Regions from separate parts of the Ctenopharyngodon idella genome. Here region 1 is linked to region 2. The links are chromatin contacts, called in public Hi-C maps. All regions are on one chromosome and are shown on one strand. Each heading gives the region's core, a stretch centred on a gene start, on an enhancer-like site or on the middle of the called end of the contact. The rest is flanking DNA. Distances are from core to core; before and after follow the strand shown.

Evidence for each region. A called contact is a pair of places that touch in the nucleus more often than the background predicts.
Region 1: a contact with region 2 is called in a Hi-C map of muscle, with 4 times the contacts expected there. The contact joins the promoter of LOC127512748 here to the promoter of stpg2 in region 2. A contact is called at or near these places in 2 of 2 Hi-C or Micro-C datasets (both in muscle).

What each region holds. Positions count from the first base shown.
Region 1 is chr5:40,220,130-40,225,408 of HZGC01, reverse strand. It overlaps LOC127512748 (ras-specific guanine nucleotide-releasing factor RalGPS1), which reads left to right and starts at 2,539. Exons shown (of 20, transcript XM_051893969.1): 1 at 2,539-2,823. It overlaps zbtb43 (zinc finger and BTB domain containing 43), which reads left to right. Exons shown (of 2, transcript XM_051895083.1): 2 at 1-1,758.
Region 2 is chr5:40,071,010-40,076,170 of HZGC01, reverse strand. It overlaps stpg2 (sperm-tail PG-rich repeat containing 2), which reads left to right and starts at 2,011. Exons shown (of 14, transcript XM_051893971.1): 1 at 2,011-3,477; 2 at 4,298-4,407; 3 at 4,485-4,634. The coding sequence starts at 3,372. It overlaps LOC127512748 (ras-specific guanine nucleotide-releasing factor RalGPS1), which reads left to right. Exons shown (of 20, transcript XM_051893969.1): 20 at 1-1,867.

The DNA of each region.
Region 1 (5,279 bases), core at 1,290-3,789, 150 kb before region 2:
CATTATGCTGGATTTCATTAGCTTTGGTCGAGCTGGATTCAGCGTTTGGCATTAACTCTGTTGCTGATCTCTGTAATTTCGTTGCTAGAGCGCTTCAAATAGGATTTCACAGAGAACAGCGGTTGTTTCAGCTGCTAATCCGTTCTAATCCACTTTATGCTCCAAAAGTCAACAGATTTATTAGGAGGATTTTGGAAAAGGAAAAAGTCAAATAAAATCATACATAATGCTGCATAAATGGCATTGACATTTTCATCTCCTTCTGCGAACAGTATTCTTGTATGTGATGTTCATTTTGTCAAATGTTTTTATAATGTGCCATAAGTGTAAAATATTATAAAATATTAAAAAACATGCCCAGGTCATATTTCATAAAAAAAAGAGAAGTTATATTTTGCATAAAATAATTATCTTTTGCTAAAAAAAAAAAAAAAACTTAAGCCTTACAGTATTATGCACATTTTCCCATCCAGTTCATTTAGATGTTCGGGATTCTCAGTATTCTAAATGGGAATTCTCACTATGTTCATATTTTTCAATGGTAGTGAAATAGAGTTTACTATTCTTTATGCAAAATATAACTTTTTATTGTTTTGTTGTTAATTATTTATTTCTTTATTGGGAGAAATATGACCAGGACATGATCTTGATGGGTTTTATATCATTCATCTGTATACTGAATTGAAGTGGATTTAAGAGAGAAATATGGAAGCACAGCCACTTGTAAATATCAAATACCATTGAAGTGAAACTGAGAACACATCTTTATAAGACATTTCATGCAAACATCAAAAGCAAAAGAGCACAAAAAGCAAACAACTTTTGAAAGGGCTGTAAAACACTTGTACATAAGCAGTTGGGTGTTTACTTGTATTATTTTAATAATCTAATGTACAGAATGTGCCATGAATGGATGGCTGGATGTCTGGCTTTCAGTAGTTTGGTATTACAGTCTTTTTGTGCTTGAACTGTTACATCAATACCTCAGATGCTGTGGTATTCAGTAGTTTTTAAGATGTGTTAAGAAGACACAAAGGAGCATGGATTAGAACAAAATGTAAGCTCATTTTATTATAGTTTTAGATCTAATAAATAGGGCTTTTCTTAGAGTATTGAATTATACCTGAAAGTGTTATAAGCTAGTATAACACTCAAACGTGTCTTTTTGGCAATCGTCATTTGATTTTGTTTATTTGTAGTATGTAAATAGTGTTTGAATTATATATATTTTTTTTTATTATGAATGTGCAAATTTCTATATCAAACAGAACAAACAAGTGACAATCATATAGGCAGAAACAACATGTGAAGGATTTTGCCTCGCAGATGAAAACATATAGAAGTCAAATTATCAGTAACATTAAGAATATATCAATTCTTGGAGTAATATGAAAAATAAATTCAACCAATCTTTTGATATAGCTTATGTACTCTGGTTAAAAAAAAAGCATATGATTATATGTTGATTTGTTACAGAAACTTTTTGGGTTATTAATTGGAGACGGTTATATAAAAATATATATTCTCTAGTGACCAAATTTTCTTAATCAGTATAGGCAAAGCTTTATGATGTTGGACGGATCACTACCTCAACAGGACTGTCATAATAATCTGTTTATCAGAAAACGTTTCCTTCAGGACGGCATCATTTCCACTTACGCTTCTGTTGTGTTTTCTTCTTATAGAAGAACTTTGTGAAACTTTGTGAGATTTGTACAAAAATGTGTTTAGCAATAAATGTTTTATTTGTACTGGAAATCCTGTTTTGTTGCACAAAGAACAATTGTGTCCACAATTATTATTCATTTTGTATTCGAGTTGCAATGCTTTTTAATTCCATGTTTCGGACAGTAGATGGCAGTCTCAGCTTATACATTTACATTTAACTACATTTAACTAGATTCCTTGTGTTTAATATATATATATATATATATAATTATATATATGTGTGTGTGAGTGTGTGTGTGTATAAACATGGTTGCAATGCTTTTTAATTCTATATATATATATATATATATATATATATATTATATATATATATATATATAATATATATAAACATACATTTTAATATAATTTTTTTTATCGTATGTAGTATTATAAAATATTATATTTATTATATTATTGATTAATATTTTATGAAATATTATATTATCATGAAAAAGTACATAGGAAAGAATAAATCACATAAATACTTCACAAATACAGAAAATCTTTTGCTTTTATCTTTAAAGAGTTCCTGGTGTTAATGTACTGCCTGTAAACTTCACTTAAAAAGCATCATAAAAATCTACTCTTTATTAGAAAATGTTTGATTTTTAAGTATGAAATTTAGTTAAGATTATAATAAGGTTGATTAAATGTTTGAGTGTTAAATTACAGGACATCGGGAGGCAGAGGAAGACATCCCTACTGTTCAGATGCACCTGCGCGTCCACTTCAAATTCACATAGACCCGGTGCTTCAACGCGATTGGCTAGCGCTTCGCAGGGGGCGGGGTTGTTTATTCGTACAAGGCGTGTGATTGGGCGGTTGACCTGTCCATTAGATCAAAGGAACCTACCTGACACTTCCTGCCCATGAATGTTTCGCTTGTTTTGGCAGTATGATATTTGTGTATCTCTGCCATGTTTGTGTACATCTGTCGCAAATGTATTTACATTTTTAAACGTATAACATCGTCTTGACGCTCTGGAATAATAACCATACGCACTGTTTTGGATTATATGCGCAGTTCAGCACGTTTAATGGATGACTGGAGGAAGAACGTGATTGTTTCTTCTCATTGATCCGGGATCATACAGTAGCCTACAAAGATATAAGGTAGGCGAACCAAATTTTGATTTGATTGATGGTATGGATGGGTCGATGGAGTATTGATTAGGAACAGTCTGTGCACGTCATTCATTAAGACGGGTTAGTAAAGGTGAAAGGTTACAGCCCTGTGCGCGTCACCGCGGCGCTTACATGTTGCAAGGTGCGCGTATGATTAGGCGTGTGCGCGCACGACCCTCAAAATCCTCCTGAGACACCGCAGCTCATTTCTGTCATTTATAATGTTCATGTTGTTTGTTAATAGCTTTGAAGCAATAATAACAATGACATTTTGCTTTGCAATATTTTTTTGCATAGGCTATAAATGCACTGTTTTAACTTAGGCTAAGTTATTTATTAAAGAGGGTATTGTATTGTTTTTCAGATATTTGGGGATAAAGTTAATATAGGCTTTTTTTTTAATTAACAATGACAAATTACTTTACAAACAATGCTATGCGATTTCGTATTAATGAGCTTTCACATACAGCGTTGTATTTCTGATATTGTTTTATGTTTTCAGAAATAGGCTATTAGTCTTTGTTATATGTAAACTTTGTAATATTAAAGGGATAGTTCACCCAAAGATGAAAATTCTGTCATCATTTACTCACCCTTAGGTTGTTCCGAACCTGTATAAATTTCTTTGTTCTGTTGAACACAAAAGAAGATATTTTGAAGAAGATTGTGGGAAACTGAACAGTTTTGGAGCACCATTGACTTCCATAGTATTTTTTTTTTCCTACTATGGAAGTCAATGGTGCCCCAAAGCGGCCTGGTTACAAACTTTCTTCAAAATATCTTCTTTTGTGTTGAGCAGAACAAAGAAATTTATACAGATGTGGAACAACTTGAGGGTGAGTAAATGATGACAGAATTGTCATTTTTGGGTGAACTATCCCTTTAATAGATGATGTAAATGCCACATGCTTCTTTGAATGGAAGTGTTTTCAAAAAATATTATAAACCGCATATGTCTGGTTGGTCTATTCAGCAGTTCCATTGTAATTTTTTTTAATTTATTTATTTATTTTTTACAAGTTTTATGTCATTTCAGTATCAAAGCAGCTTTTTGTTGTTGAAAAAGCCATTGTTTTCCCAGATGCAGTGTCTTTTGTACTGCCTACTATGCAATTCACGCACTTGCATTGCAGACAATGTGAGATGTGTGTAATTGATCAGGACGAAACTTGGAGTAAGTGAGAAGGAATCCAACATCTTATTCCTGATGGCTGAGAGCCAGAGCATTCCTCAGCCCAGGAACCGGTGTAGTACTCAGCTGTTGGCCTTATACTCTACTCATCAGTGCAGGTTTATTTGACTAGGGCAAACGTGAATAACCTTGTTGTGAGCAGATGTCATAAATTTTTGTTTCTTCTGGAAAGGTTCAAAATAGTACACCTAAAAATGAAAAGTTTACTCACCCTCATGTAGGTCCAAATCCGTTCTTCTGTGAAACACAGACAAAGATACTGTTCAGAATGATCAGTCAGTGTACTTTTTACATAACTGGAACAAGCAGCTGTGTGTATATCGATCAGGCATAATATTATGACCACCTTCCTAATATTGTGTTGGTCCCCCTTTTGCTGCCAAAACAGCCCTGACCCGTCGAGGCATGGACTCCACTAGACCCCTGAAGGTGTGCTGTGGTATCTGACACCAAGATGTTAGCAGCAGATCCTTTAAGTCCTGCAAGTTGCGAGGTGGAGCCTCCATGGATCGGACTTGTTTGTTCAGCACATCCCACAGATGCTCGATTGGATTGAGATCTGGGGAATTTGGAGGCCAAGTCAACACCTCAAACTCGTTGTTGTGCTCCTCAAACCATTCCTGAACCATTTTTGATTTGTGTCAGGGCGCATTATCCTGCTGAAAGAGGCCACAGCCACCAGGGAATACTGTTTCCATAAAAGGGTGTACATGGTCTGCAACAATGCTTAGGTAGGTGGTACGAGTCAAAGTAACATCCACATGGATGGCAGGACCCAAGGTTTCCCAGCAGAACATTGCCCAAAGCATCACACTGCCTCCGCCGGCTTGCCTTCTTCCCATAGTGCATCCTGGTGCCATGTGTTCCATGCACCCGGTCCTCTACGTGATTATAAAGGAAAATGTGATTCATCAGACCAGGCCACCTTCTTCCATTGCTCCGTGGTCCAGTTCTGATGCTCACATACCCACTGTTGGTGCTTTCGGTGGTGGACAGGGGTCAGCATGGGCACCCTGACTGGTCTGCAGCTATGCAGCCCCATACGCAACAAACTGTGATGCACTGTGTATTCTGACACCTTTCTATCAGAACCAGCATTAACTTCTTGGGCGATTTGAGCTACAGTAGCTCGTCTGTTGGATCGGACCACACAGGCCAGCCTTCGCTCCCCACATGCATCAGTGAGCCTTGGCCGCCCATGACCCTGTCGCCGGTTCACCACTGTACCTTCCTTGGACCACTTTTGATAGAT
Region 2 (5,161 bases), core at 762-3,261:
CACAACAGGATAACACACTTATTTTCCATTTAGCTCATCTCACAAGTACAAGAACTGCTTCTTTTGAATTGTGAGATCATTATCATTGAAATCCTAAGCGCTTACATTCACTTACTGGATGAATCACACAAAACCCTTCAAAACATGTCCACGTCATACATATCTCACCCCCAAATGAATAGAAATAAATAGGTTGTGATATTTTGCTTAAAGATTTGTTGCATTGAGACATTATTTTCGTGACAATTAAGCACATTTAACCCTCAAATTCTCATTACTGTAGGGGAAAAACACTGATATATTATTTAAATTGTAAGTATTTATACATCATGGTCATATTTATTATACTGTCTTTAATTTATGCTTATTGATTTTTTTTTTTTTAATTATTAAATGCTTTTTATACTGTAATGCAGTTAAGTTGTGCTTAAAATGTACTTCATTGTCATGAAAAGGATTAAAAAAAGATGAAGTATAGACTCGATTTTCTTTATGCAAAACATAAATTATTTTGAGTTCTGGTGTGAAATGTGACCTGGACATGTTTTGGTGGGATTTATCAACGGATCAGCCGAATGTTTGAATACATGCAATGACGTGCAGATACGACAGCTGTAATTAACTGGAAAGAGTTTTGATTTTTGAAGAGATATCTATTCTTTTATGCCTGATTATCAGTTTAGTTAAGAATGTGAACCATCTGACGGCAGCCAACGATGTCAGGAGATGCTGTTTTAGTGTTTAGTATTGATTTGAGATCAATTCAGATCGAGTGAAAGAACAGCACTGGTTAATAATGTAGTTGTCTGTTCGTTTATTTCTTATAGTTCTGTGCAGGACTGATGATTGTAATGAAGTGTGTGTGTGTTTTTTATAAGCATGTTTGAATGAAGCTGAAGGAGAAACACTGGACACACAATCCACAATACAACATCTCTGAGTACATTCATATCAGCTTCAGAAATCTGACACGAAGCAGAATCAGAGGAATAATTCTGTTCAGAAGGAAAATTCCCATTATTTACTCCTCATGTTGTTTGCTCCAGTATGCTGATTTATTGTCAGTGGGACAAAAGAAAAGGACATAAAAAATCATTAAAAAACAAAAAAGCGCTCTATGTGCATCATGCTCTGTATTCTGGAGTCATAAGATTTAGAATAGAGAGCATGATGCACATAGAGTACTTTTATGGTGTTTTTCTAATCATTTTGGGGGTTTAATTGTCAGTGTATGAAATAAGTTGCATAAATAAGAAATTTGTGTACTTGGAATATAGTGTACGATTTTATGAGACTACTGTACTTTTTTGGAGCTTGATAGTGAATAACAATGATCTGTAACATGGAAAGAGCTCATCAAAAATGTCTCATTTTGTGTTCTACGTAAAAAATAAAAACATACAGATTTGGAACGCCATGATGAGGGTGAGTAAATAATGACAAAATTTTCCTTTTGGTACAAACTTATTCCTTTTTTTACAGTGAATTGTCAGATTTATTTAAAATACTCTTCGGAGTCTAATAATATCGCTGCACACAGCAAACTGACTCTTGATGGTGATTAGTAGTTATTTGTTGCGAGTATTATTTATCTAGCATCAGTTTTGCCTTGTATGTGTGTATGAATTAAAACTGTTTTTGTTGAAGAGACACGTTTTTATTTCTGTATTGTCTGAGGAGCGACTGCTTTCATAAACACACAGACACACATGTACAGCATGTACGTTATGACTGTGAATTAACTCTTGTTGTGTTGCCATGTAAATAATATGTTGCTAAATTATTTCTTGTTTGCCATTGTGGTACATTGCGGTTTATCAGCTAAAAGGCTGATTCTTCTGTACAGCCATTAAATGCAGTGAACACAGCTTTGTCTTGGTCTAAACTTTGTCATTTTTCACTTGATTTCTGGAGGAAGTTAACGTTGACCATTTGTGGTTTGAGAGGATCTGATGGGAAGGATCTGTGGTTATTGGAAATATCGATGGTTACTGCACTCTAGTGGCATGTAGGTGCATCTGCTAAAACTAAAGATTTCACTCAAAGTATGAGATTATATATACACTAAAAAAAGCACAATGACAAGGTTAAATAGCTTTGAATAATTCATCATAATGTATCAGAAATTTTTTTATAAGCCTGAGGGATGAAACGCGACTTAAATTAAAGAAAAAGAGGAATAAAGGAGATTTAAGCCACTTTTGCTTGTGTATGAAAAATTTTGCATATAAAATTAAAAAAAATAACGACATATTCAGGAGATAACGATTTTGGGTTTTCGTGATTAAAAGAAATAATGTCTTTAAAGGATAAAACTGTGGGTCACATTAGTAGGGTTAAAGATATAAGAGCATAAATCAGCCCAAAATGTATTGGTTATACTACAATCACAAAATAAATGGGCAGCTGTTTTTTTCAACAAGACCACAAAATGCGCAAGTTTCATCAATATCAAGGTATTTACAAACCCGTCGCTCATGCGCCTCGTGATAACGTCAATATCACTCTTTCAGGCTATATAGTACGTACTATTTAAGTGCTTGTTAAGTAAGTACTGATTGAAATGAAATAGAATACCTACTCGAGAGTATGCGATTTCGGACGCCGCCTGGAGCTCTTTGTTTACGGTTCTTCGGGGATCCTCGCGCAGGCTAGTGAACAGCGCCACATGCCGGCGCGGATGAACTGCCAAAATGTTTTCGTTTTAACAGCCAAAACGTTTAATTTCAATTTTTTTAGGGGCAGTAAAACACTTTATAGCAACTATAACCATAAATTAACAGCACTTTACAAATAAAAAAATAAAATGTATTTTTTTTTCTAGTTTTGTAATTTCCCTTTTGCTTTAAGCTTTTCTAGGATTTTTTTTTTTATTGAAATTAAATATCGTGACGCGGATAATATTGTTGGCTCCTTATAAATTAATTCTGTTTTTTCCCATTTGTTTGTAGGTCGCTTTGGATAAAAACGACTGCTAAATTCATTTAGCAGTCGTGTGTGTGTGTGTGTGTGTGTGTGTGTGTGTGTGTGTGTGTGTATATAATTTATTTTATTAAATTGAGTCAACTCTCTACATTGGCCTAGTTTTGTGTTTTTCCGCGTTACAGTGACCAGGCGACGGATTAACTCATGAATATTAAGTAGCTTAAGAAAGTGACTGGCAGCTTCAGGAAGTTTACGAAGCACGTCTCCTTTACCTAATTAATATTCATGAACATCAACGTATTCGTAATTGGCGTCCAGGCAACGCCGCGACGCGCTCCAGTGACTGGAGTTTGTGAAGTGACTGAAAGACACTTCACTGCTCTCATAATGTTACATTAGTTAATTAAACACGTTTCATCAATGTACAATATAAATAATTAATCAACATGTATGATCGAGCTCCCAGGTTCACACATTTGACATTAAGCGGCACCACGACTGAAATTGGACCAGGATCTTATAATATCAGCAGGTCTCTGAGCGGCAAATACAGTAAGTTTCATTTTAACATGAAATTTTCATTTTTTTAAAGCCTAAGACCAGTGGCCGTCTAATCTTGAAAGTTAGTCATCTAAATTTTGCTCATAACTTTTTAAGGACAGTTACATAAAAAGGTAGATTGGTAAAAAAAAATTGAACTGGAAAAGCGAGATGGAAATGAACCCTTTGGTTAACTGCTAGTTGGTCTTAACATAGTGGCTGAGTTTATGCAACTGGCCCTAAAATTGACCATAGTTTTAATACAAATAAAACTCAAAAACTATTGTTATTGTAGTTAAACCATGGTAACCACAAATTAACCATAGCTTTGCTACACTAACCATAGTTTAACATGGTATTTGTAGTAAAACTGTGTTTATACAAATGGTAATAAGAAAAAAAACGTTGTTACTACACTTTTACTATAATAAAACCATGGTTAATTTTCGTGAGGCAGTTCTAAACCTTACCAAGAAGCATATTACATAAAAGGTTATTCAATGTTTTTTTTTTGCAGACATCTCTTCTTACCAACAACCATTTCTCTGTATAGTTTTCTTGGGTTGCTATAGTTCTTGATGTTAAATTAGGTTTATTCAGACCAGTATGTTGTTTAATTTAAAGTTTTCTAAAGAACTAGATTAGAGAATAAATAAAAGTTTCTCATATGGCATTAGGGTTGTGCAACTCTTTTTAGTTATTATTTGAATCTCTATTTTAATAGTTTAGGCACCTGTAATCAATCAACTAGGCTATTGTATTTGTATTAATACTAATATAATAATAATAGTTATTATTATTTGAAAGAGTAATTGTTGATGCATTTCTGCAGATTCGTATGCCCCGTTCCTCTCGCTGTCCAGTAGAGAGTCTGGGTTCCTGGGGTTGGGCAGTGGTCTCCTCTCTCCTGGACCAGGACAGTATAACAGTGACATTACCAGGGTACGTTATGGTTTTAACATCACTGTGCAATCAGTTAACATGTCAGTGACAAGTGCAAAATTACTGGAATATTGCAGAATCATATTCTGGGAGGAAACAGTCTGCAGAATCGATCCAGGCGGTTTGATGACGTGGTGTCAGATGTGCCGGGGCCGGGAGCGTACAATGTTACGAACAATGTTTCACCTTCAGAGAAAAGAACAACCAATCCAGAGAAGAGTGTGAAGGTGAGACATTAGTTTGGATTATAATTTAGTTTTATTGTTATGCATTATATAAATCATATAAAGTGTTGTTATTAAGGCAAAACAAATTTGAAAAAGGTGAATCTCACAAAGAAATAAGTAATATTTCAACCTAAAATCAAAAGATAAATATAACGAGTAATATTTTGCATAAAGATAATAAAGCTTGTTTGTAGGATCATTGCATCTTTTTAATGTTTTTGAAAGAAGTCTCTTCTGCTCATCAAGCCTGAATTGATTTGTTCAAAAATACAGAAAAAACAGTAATATTGTGAAATATTATTACAATTTAAAATAATGGTTTTCTATTTTAATATACTTTAAAATATAATTTATTTCTGTGATGCAAAGCTGAATTTTCATCAGCATCATTACTCCAGTCTTCAGTGTCACATGATCCTTCAGAAATCATTCTAATATGCTAATATGATACTAAGTTATTATCAAAGCTGAAAACAGTTGTGCTGCTTAAAGGTTTAGTTCACCCAAAAATGAAATTGCTGTCATTA